Regions from separate parts of the Pan troglodytes genome. Here region 1 is linked to region 2. A link is a contact called in public Hi-C data. All regions are on one chromosome and are shown on one strand. The core of a region is the stretch at or near the end of the contact, and the rest is flanking DNA. Distances in the headings are between cores, read along the strand shown. Region 1 overlaps ILRUN (inflammation and lipid regulator with UBA-like and NBR1-like domains). Region 2 holds the start of RPS10 (ribosomal protein S10).

Region 1 (5,090 bases), core at 1,283-3,782, 180 kb before region 2:
CTGGCTAATTTTTGTATTTTTTGTGGAAACAGTGTTTCACCGTGTTGCCTAGGCTGGTGTTGCCATAGGCTGGTCACAAACTCCTGAGCTCAAGCAGTCTGCTCACGTTGGCTTTCCAAAGTGCTGGGATTACAGATGTGAGTGGCTGTGACTGGCCTCAGGTGCTTTAAAAGAAAATCTCCTTAAGGCCAGACATTTTAAAATCAGGGTCTCCATTTGCTTACTAAGTCCTCATTGTGTTCTCATGGCACATGATTCTACCTCCTTGGCTACTTCTCTGGGACATTTGGTGGTCCATTCTTCCTGTTGGTGCCAAAGATCATATGTCTGTGGGTAAAGATACTATGGCTTGGGAAATGGGACTGACTTAACCATAGCTTTAGTTCCCTGGGTATTTGGGTTCCCACGTTCCTGTTAGGTGTGAGTTTTTAAAGCTATACTAAAAGCTGGGTGTTCTCAGTCTGCTTTAACTTAAATTATGACCTTGAGCTCATCACTTTTACCTCTAGACTTCAGATTTTTTAAATCTAGAAAATGAAGCAGTTTCATTGGATGATCTCTTCCACTTGTGGTTTTATTATAACAGATGGTAAAGTATCTGGCTAGCAGCTAGTTCTTATCTCAGTAGTCAAGGCATTCTGGTAAGAATTGGGAATGGTCATTGTCTATGAAACAAGCTTATTAGGCCATCTTTACCTTTTCTTTACTTTTTCATTTGTTTGATTAAAAATAATACAGTAGGCAGGGGGTGAACGCATTCTGGAATATAAGGTCTAGAAGTGGTACAAGATGATTGAGATTGTACCACGTAGAAGTTGTATTTTGCTGTTCATGATGACCCATTGCAGCAGTAACTTAGGAGGGTCAGAACTGATATTTATTGTTGGTGTTTATAAATCAGTGGCTTCTCAAATGACTTTCCTTTTATAGCTACTATGTAGAATCTATGTACAGAGCTGAGCAATAGCCAACGCAAAGAGATGGGGAGGTGGCTTAAGTATGATAAGTTCTGGTGAGTCATACTAAAGACATTTTTGGCCAGTGCAGTGGCTTATGCCTGTAATCCCAATACTTGGAGAGGCTGAACCAGGAGGATCGCTTGAGCCCAGGAGTTTGCCAACCTGGGCAACATAGTGAGACCTCATCTCTACTAAAAATTTAATTAACAAAAAAAAAAGGACATCAAAAAGAAAGAAAGAAAGGAAAGGAGAGGGAAGGAGAGGGGGAGGGGGAGGGGGAAAGAAGTCTCACTGTGTTGCCCAGAATGGTCTCAAACTCCTGGGCTCAAGTGATCCTCGTTCCTCAACCACCCAGAGTGCTGGAATTACAGGTGCTAGCCACTGCACCCAGCCTAAAGATGCTTTAGTTCTAAAGGGAGAAAAGGGGTGGTGGTAGGTCATTAGTCTTATTTATGGATAACAGCTTTCAGAATAGCTTTTTCATAAGCGTTTAGCTTCCTGAGCTAAGAATGAAGCATATGACTGTAGCTTAGTAGCTGTGTGCCAAATCTATCATGTACTTACAAAAGAATTTATTTTTAAAACAGATGGGTGGTAGACAAGGAGGAGTAAAAGTACAGGTTGAGTATCCCTTATCTGAAATGCTTGAGACCAGAAGTGTTTCAGATTTTAGATTTTTTTGGATTTTTGAATATTTGCATTATATCAGTTCATCATCCCTAATCCAAAAATTCAAAATCTGAAATGATTCAATGAGCTTTTCTTTTGAGTGTCAGATTGGTGGTCAAAAAGTTTTGGATTTTCAAATTAGGAATACTCAGCCTGTATTGTAAGACAGGGCTTATCTGTTTGGGAAAAACAAATAGTAGAGTGAAGGAATGCTGTCTTGTGTTAGAAAGCTAGGATAGGAGAGCATGGAATGATTCTCCCTCAGGCTGCCTGCTATTGGATTGTCCCACTTCATTGGATTGATTTATGAGATTGAGCTTTGAACACAGGTCCTCTGACCCACTATTCCTGGCACTGTCCCAGATTTTCAAGGGAAGTGGCACACTACATGTGCGGTGTTAAGTCAAGAGGTTTAACTTTTATGTTGCTAGTTTACATGGGGATTTATATTTTCTTTTCTTTTTTTTCTTTTTCTTTTTCTTTTTTTTTTTTGAGACGGAGTCTTGCTCAGTTGCCCAGGCTGGAGTGCAGTGGCGTGATTTCAGCTCACTGCAAGCTCTGCCTCCTGGGTTCATGCCATTCTCCTGCCTCAGCCTCTTGAGTGGCTGGGACTATAGGAGCCCGCCACCATGCCTAGCTAATTTTTTTTTGTATTTTTAGTAGAGACGGGGTTTCACCCTGTTAGCCAGGATGGTCTCGATCTCCTGACCTCGTGATCCACCTGCCTCGGCCTCCCAAAGTGCTGGGATTACAGGCATGAGCCACCACGCCCGGCCATATTTTCTTTGATGATAAGTGTATCTGGAATGAATGTACATTCCTGTGAGTCATACTAGTGCTGCTGCTGGTGGCTTTAATTTCCTCTTCTTAGAGGAGAAAGAAATTGCTAATTCCAGGAGTGAACAGCAGATGTCACTGCATCTCCACTTACTAGGGCCTGACTCTTAGCTGTTTGGATACAACCAGTTCTTAATACAGCTCCCAAACCTCTTAAGTTTTTATGGTTGTATGATACTTTAAGATTCCCTTTTTTTTTTTTTTTTTTTTTGAGATAGGCTCTCACTCTGTCATCCAGGCTGGCTGTTTGGATACAACCAGTTCTTAATACAGCTTCCAAACCTCTAAGTTTTTATGGTTGTATGATACTTTAAGATTCCACCCCACCTTTTTTTTTTTTGAGATAGGCTCTTACTCTGTCATCCAGGCTGGAGTGCAGGGGCACGATCTCAGCTCACTACAACCTCCGCCTCCCAGGATCAAGCAATTCTCCCATCTCAGCCTCCCAAGTAGCCAGGACTACAGGCGTGCACCACCACATCCAGCTAATTTTTGTATTTTTAGTAGAGACAGGGTTTTGCCATGTTGGCCAGGCTAGTCTCGAACTCCTGACCTCAAGTGATCCACCCATCTCGGCCTCCCAAAGTGTTGGGATTACAGGCATGAGCCACCGTGCCCAGCCAGGCTGCCTTCTTTTGATATACAGCCCAAATTAAAAATTTAGAATAAACACAGCCTGAGAGAGTTTTCCTTAGTTTCCTTCACTGCTTGTTTTTAGTGTTTGTTCTAGGATTATATTATCTCTATTTCTAGGTAGCTAACTGATGGAATGCATTTGCCTTTTTCTATCAACCTTTCAACAGTTATTTAGGAGCCTAGACAGTTCTTCGTATTTGTGTTCAGTACGGTTCACACAGTTAAAAGCTTCTTGGCCTTTCTGTATTTTGCTTTTTGAAAACCTTCCAACAGGAATGTACGTGTCACTGTTCTCTGGAGTGAGGTGCTGAACATCAAAGGTTCAGGAACCGCTACTTTCTTTTTTTATTTGAACCCTTAGCTTTGGCACTTGAGCAAATCAAGAGCTGAACTATGACCAAATGTCCTATGGTACATCTATTTAAAAATACATTTATGGTTTAATTGTGGATAGGTGGTAGAGTTTCCCTCTATAGTCTTGTACTGCATAATGATGTTTTGGTCAGTGATGGTGGTCCCATAAAGTTATAATGGAGCTGAAAAATTCCTGTTACCTAGTGACACTGTAGCTTCCATAACATTGTAGTTTGTTTTTTAATGAATTTGGTGTAACTTAACTGCACAGTGTTTATGAAGTCTACATAGTGTTTAGTAATGTCCACATTCACTCACTGACTCACCCAGATCAACTTCCAGGCTTGAAAGCTCCATAGTAAGTTCCCTTGGCAGGTATATCATTTTTTATCTTTCATATAATATATTTTACTATTCTATGTTTAGCTATTTTTTTAAATTTTTTAATTTTTTTTTTGAGATGGAGTCTTGCTGTGTCAACTAGGCTAGAGTGCAGTGGCACAATCTCGGCTTCACCTCCCAGGCTCAAGCAATTCTCCTGCCTCAGCCTCCTGAGTAGCTGGGATTATAGGCACCCGCCACTATGCCCAGCTAGTTTTTTAATTTTCAGTAGAGACGGGGTTTCACTATGTTGGCCAGGCTGGTCTCGAACTTCTGACCTCAAGTGATCTTCCTGCCTCAGCCTCCCAGAGTGTTGGGATTACAGGCATGAGCCACCACCCACGGCTGTAATTTTTTTTTTTTTTTAAAAACAGGGTGGTGCTGTGTTGCCTGAGCTGGAGTGCATTGGTGTAATCACAGCTCACTGCAGCCTCTACCTCCTGGGCTCAAGCGATCCTCCCACCTCTGTCCCCCAAGTAGCTGGGACTACAGGCGAGCACCACCACGGCCAGCTAATTTTTAAGTTTTTGGTAGAGACAGAGTCTCCCTGTGTCACCCAGGATGGTCTCAAACTCCTGGTCTGAAGTGATCCTCTTGCCTAGACCTCCCAGAATGCCCAGGATTACAGACATGAAATCTGGCCTGGCCTTAGATACGTTTAGATACACATATACTTACTGTTGTATTACAGTTGCCTACAGTATTCAATAAAGTAACAGTACAGTAACATGCTATAGAGATTTGTAGCCTAAGAGCAATAGGCTATACCATATAGCCTAGGTGTGTAGTAGGCTCTACTATCTAGGTTTGTACACTCTATGATGTTCACACAGTGATAAATTGCCTAATGATACATTTCTCAGAACATATCTTCTTCATTAAGCAATGCATGACTGTATGACAGAAAAGCAAAGCAGGTGTTAAATTGGGTATTTTAGAAAGTCTGAGGCATGCCAAATTCTTGGTGTCTTTTGGTCAAATAGATTGAGAAGATAGCCAGGGTGATAGTATCTTCCATTTTGTCTAGATAAATGCTGGTCCTGGCGTAATTATTAATAGGTCCCTCTTTCACTCTCATTTGTCCTAGTTTGGACAACATATGGTCATTCTAAATTGCCCCCAAAGGGAAGAGCGTTGATAAAGTTGTAATTCTCGTAATTGTAAAATACATGTAAAATAAAGTGAAAAACCACAAAGAGATACCAATTCTAGGAAGAGTAACTTTTGATTTCTATCTATTGATCGTTCTCTGGA
Region 2 (4,835 bases), core at 1,730-4,229:
CAGTGAGTCGTGACTGTGCCACTGCTCTCCAGCCTTGGCAAAAAAAGGGAGACCCTGTATTAAAAAAACAACAACTAAAAATCAATCAAATATTCTCTTTCAGTCTCTGGACTACATTGTGTCTATCTGTATATATATTTTCATTTCTACTTTTAATCTCACTGACTTTTCAAGTGTGTCAGTATGTCAAATCTATTGTTTAGTCTTGTCTGTTTTTTTTTGTTTTTTTGTTTTTTTTTAGAGAGGAGGTCTTGCTATGTTGCCCAGGCTGCTCTCCAACTCCTGGGCTCAACCGATCCTCCCACCTCAGCCTAAAGAGCTACCTTAAGTAGTTAGGACTACTACAGGTTCACAGCACACCTTACCTGGCTATTTAGTCTTTTTGTTTGTTTTTGAGACGGAGTCTTGCTCTGTCACCAGGCTGGAGTGCAGTGGCGCCATCTCGGCTCACTGCAAGCTCCGCCTCCCGGGTTCACACCATTCTCCTGCCTGAGCCTTCCGAGTAGCTGGGACTACAGGCGCCCGCCACCATGCCCGGCTAATTTTTTGTATTTTTAGTAGAGACGGGGTTTCCCTGTACTAGCCAGGATGGTCTCGATCTCCTGACCTCATAATTCGCCCGCCTCAACCTCCCAAAGTGCTGGGATTACAGGCGTGAGCCATGGCGCCCAGTCTTTTTGTTTGTTTTTTTTGAGACGGAGTCTCACTCTGTTGCCCAGGCTGGAGTGCAGTGGCGCGATCTCGGCTCACTGCAATCTCCGCCTCCCGGGTTCACGCCATTCTCCTGCCTCAGCCTCGCGAGTAGCTGGGACTACAGGCGCCCGCCACCACGCCTGGCTAATTTTTTAGTATTTTTAGTAGAGATGGGGTTTCACCGTGTTAGCTAGGATGGTCTCGATCTCCTGACCTTGTGATCCGCCTGCCTTGGCGGATCCCAAAGTGCTGGGATTACAGGCCTGAGCCACCGCACCCGGCCTTTTTTTTTTTTTTTTTTTTTTTTTTTTTTTGACAGAGTTTTGCTCTGTCACCCAGGCTGGCCAGGCAATCTCGGTTCACTGCAGCCTTGACCCACGGGCTCAAGCAATCCTCAAAACTCAGATTCATGAGTAGCTGGGATTACAGTCACCCGTCACCATGTCTGGCTAATTTTTTTTTTTTTTTTTTTTTTTTTGAGACAGAATCTTGCTCTGTCACCCAGGCTGGAGTGCAGTGACGAGATCTTGACTCACTGCAACCTCTGTCTTCCAGGTTCAAGCGAATTCTCCTGCCTCGGCCTCATGAGTAGCTGGGATTACAGGTACCCACCACTATGCCCAGCTAATTTTTGTATTTTTAGTAGAGACGGGGTTTCACTATGTTGGTCAAGCTGGTCTCGAACTCTTGACCTCCGGTGAACCGCCCACCTCGGCCTCCCAAAGTGCTGGGATTACAGGCCTGAGCCGCCGTGCCCGGTCCACTTTTCTTTTCTTTTTTTTTTGAGACGGAGTTTCGCTCTTGTCGCCCAGGCTGCAGTGCAATGGTGCAATCTCGACTCACTGCAAGCTCCACTTCCCAAGTTCAAGTGATTCTCCTGCTTCAGCCTCCCAAGTAGCTGGGATTACAGGCGCCCGCCAACATGCCTGGCTAATTTTTGTATTTTTTTTTTTTTTAGTAGAAATCGGATTTCGCCATGTTGGCCAGGCTGGTCTCGAACGCCTGACCTCAGGTGATCCACCCGCCTCGGGCTCCCAAAGTGCTGGGATTATAGGCGTGAGCCACTGCGCCCGGCCCCACTTTCCTTTCTTTCTTTCTTTTTAGACGGAGTGTCGCTGTGTCGCCCAAGCTCTGGAGTGCAGTGGAGTGATCTCGGCTCACTGCAACCTCCGCATACGGGGTTCAAGCGATTCTCCTGCCTCAGCCTCCTAAGTAGCTGGAATTACAGGCGCACGCCAACACACCTGGCTAATTTTTTTGTATTTTTAGTAGAGATGGGGTTTCACTATGTTGGCCAGCTGGTCTTGAACTCCTGACCTCAGGTGAACCGCCCACCCTGGCCTCCCAAAGTGCTGGGATTACAGGCTTGAACTGCCGCGCCCAGCCTCTTTTTTTTTTTTTCTTTTTTAATTTAAATAGAGCCAGGGTCTTGCTCTGTCACCCAGGCTGGACTGCAGGGGCACGAACCCGGCTCACTGCACCCTCCACTTTCCTGGCTCAAGCGATCCTCCCGCCTCAGCCTCCTGAATAACTGGGACTACAAGCGTGCACCATCACAGTCAGTTAATTTTAAAAAAAAATTGTAGAGCTGAAGTCTCACCATTGCCCAGGCTGGTCTGGACCTCCTGGGCTCAAGCAATTCTCCTGCCTCAGCCTCCCAAAATGCTGAGTCAATTTTTTTTTTTTTTTTTTTTTTTTTGAGACAGAGTCTCACTGTCGCCCAGGCTGCAGTGCAGTGGCATGATTCCGGCTCACTGCAACCTCCACCTCCCGGGTTCAAGCGCTTCTCCTGCCTCAGCCTCCCGAGTAGCTGGGACTACAGGCGCCCGCCACCACGCCGGCTAATTTTTTTTGTATTTTTAGTAGAGACAGGGTTTCACCATTGGCTAGGCTGGTCTCGAACCCCTAACCTTGTGATCTGCCCACCTCGGCCTCCCAAAGTGCTGGGATTATAGGCGTGAGCCACTGTGCCCGGCCTCTGTTTTTTATCAAAAAAAAAAAAAAGTCTACTTCTGTGAGTGCATATGAATTTGGAAAAGTGTATACCACAATGTTAATAGCTATTCTCTTTGGTTGATGGGATTATGTTTTTAGTCTTTTATCGTCATCTGATTTATATGTTCTCTCTCTTTTCTTGCTCCAAGAGCATATATCACTTGCATAATAGATTTTGGGCGGGAAAAAAAGAAGAAGCGTTTCTAAAACGACAGCCCAAAATAAGTGACCCTGTACTGATAGAGCACGCAAGCTCAGAAGTTCCCGGCGGCGGTTTACTAGTGCGTGCGTGAGTCCCTCAGGCGGTCAGGCTCTGTGGTCAGATCCGCCAGTTCTTCAGGCACCGCCGAGGCCACCCCAGGCTCCCCGCGGGTCCTGGCGGGGGGCGGGTCCACGCCAGCCCGGAAGAGACGCAGCACCGCGCATGCTCCTTCTTTTCCAGCCCCGGTACCGGACCCTGCAGCCGCAGAGGTGAGTTTCTGTGGAGTTCGAGTTCCATCGGCTCCCATCCGGGCTATCCTGCCGCCTTAGCGGCTGCTCCTCCCCAGGATGCGGGCAGGGGGCCTCTCTCCCACTCCCCACACACCGATTTCTGAGTAGCGATAGGGGCTGGAGGCTTATTTTATGGGGTAGGGGGCCGCTGGTAGGCGAGGGTTGTCCGAGGGAGAGGGGGAGGATGAAGCCAGTGCGTGGCGGAGACTTGCCAGGTGAGACTAGCGAGACGGTGTCCCACCGACACGCTTTTTTCTTCGGAACAGGACTCCCCCGACTGCCTCCTTGCCTGGCACTGGAGCTCTAGTTTGGGGGAGAAGTGGTAGGTAGGAGACGAGGGTGCGAAGGCCTTAGCCCTTCGGTTTGGGGTCTGCCGCCTTCAAGAAGCCGGGGCTTTACCCCTCCGGGCCTTCCCTGCGTACCTTATGGTACAGCCGCGAGATTCCGCGCTGGGTACGGTCGCTGATGGCCTCCAGCTGCTCCCGATAATACAGGGTTTGCTCCTCTCCCCCCCCATTGACCTTTGTAATTGATGAGAACTTAAGGAAGTTTGGCGCGAATGTGCACCACTATCCTGGTTTTAACATACTGTCAACTTTTCCACCTGAATTGTGTTTGGGGGTGGGGACTGACGGAGCTGGCCTCTGCCGAATCTGTTTTGTGGAGTTGAGTCTTCCCACCAGCAGGTTGTCTACGGTTTTGTGTGGGTCACTTTAGGATCAAGAACTTGATTACCAGGCCCCGGCCTCGTTACTCAGAAGTGCTCTTGACAATCGTCTCATTCTTGCAGATGTTGATGCCTAAGAAGAACCGGATTGCCATTTATGAACTCCTTTTTAAGGAGGGAGTCATGGTGGCCAAGAAGGATGTCCACATGCCTAAGCACCCGGAGCTGGCAGACAAGAATGTGCCCAACCTTCATGTCATGAAGGCCATGCAGGTAGGAGGGTGAGGAGGAAGATGGGATGGATCTTCCTCCCCGGGATCCCATCCCGGGATGGGATGGAATGGGATGGAGGGATCTTCCCCTAAGGTTCAAGGCAAGTTCAAAAAGGGAGGTCAGGACTGCGGGGGCTGCTTGGTAACTTGAAGGGCTGGCTGGGACTGGAGACTTGCCTAGGATGATCCAAGCTTCTACTTAACGCCTTAACAGTAGTTTTCTACCTTACAGTCTCTCAAGTCCCGAGGCTACGTGAAGGAACAGTTTGCCTGGAGACATTTCTACTGGTACCTTACCAATGAGGGTATCCAGTATCTCCGTGATTACCTTCATCTGCCCCCGGAGATTGTGCCTGCCACCCTACGCCGTAGCCGTCCAGAGACTGGCAGGCCTCGGCCTAAAGGTATGGTTCCCAAACAAATGCCTTCAGATGGTTTCCAAACAAATGCCTTCAGCTATTTGAAGATAGTTTCTTTTGTGTAAGGGACAAAAGCATTCTTAGCTGATGTCAGCTTTAGAGGGCTCTGGCCTGCAGGCATTTGGTCAAGTGCTAGAACCTTTGTCCCATGGCTTGGGACTTGGAATAGAACTAGACTCAGTTCTTCAAGCCATCCATGAGATGGCCTTAAGCACAGATAGTCTGTCACTTTCTTCACCCACACCTGTACAAACATCCAGATACATGTGGTATAGAATATTGAGTAACTTTTCCAGC

What was found. Hi-C and Micro-C count contacts between places; a contact is called where the count stands out from the background.
Region 1: a contact with region 2 is called in a Hi-C map of stem cell-derived neural progenitor cells, with 2.4 times the contacts expected there. The contact joins the enhancer-like site here to the promoter of RPS10 in region 2. A contact is called at or near these places in 1 of 7 Hi-C or Micro-C datasets (stem cell-derived neural progenitor cells) and 1 of 1 datasets of contacts at active chromatin or transcription factors (stem cell-derived excitatory neurons).

What each region holds. Positions count from the first base shown.
Region 1 is chr5:40,481,498-40,486,587 of NHGRI_mPanTro3-v2.0_pri, reverse strand. The region is part of intron 3 of ILRUN (inflammation and lipid regulator with UBA-like and NBR1-like domains); the gene reads left to right. Among named protein-coding and RNA genes, the nearest start is that of SPDEF, 64 kb to the right of the region's middle. Within about 2 kb of position 2,532, at least 3 of the 24 cell types and tissues checked have an H3K27ac peak or open chromatin away from gene starts, as enhancers often do. A contact at or near this core is called in stem cell-derived neural progenitor cells, where this site is marked.
Region 2 is chr5:40,297,807-40,302,641 of NHGRI_mPanTro3-v2.0_pri, reverse strand. It overlaps RPS10 (ribosomal protein S10), which reads left to right and starts at 2,979. Exons shown (of 6, transcript XM_016955271.4): 1 at 2,979-3,159; 2 at 3,971-4,120; 3 at 4,352-4,523. The coding sequence starts at 3,971.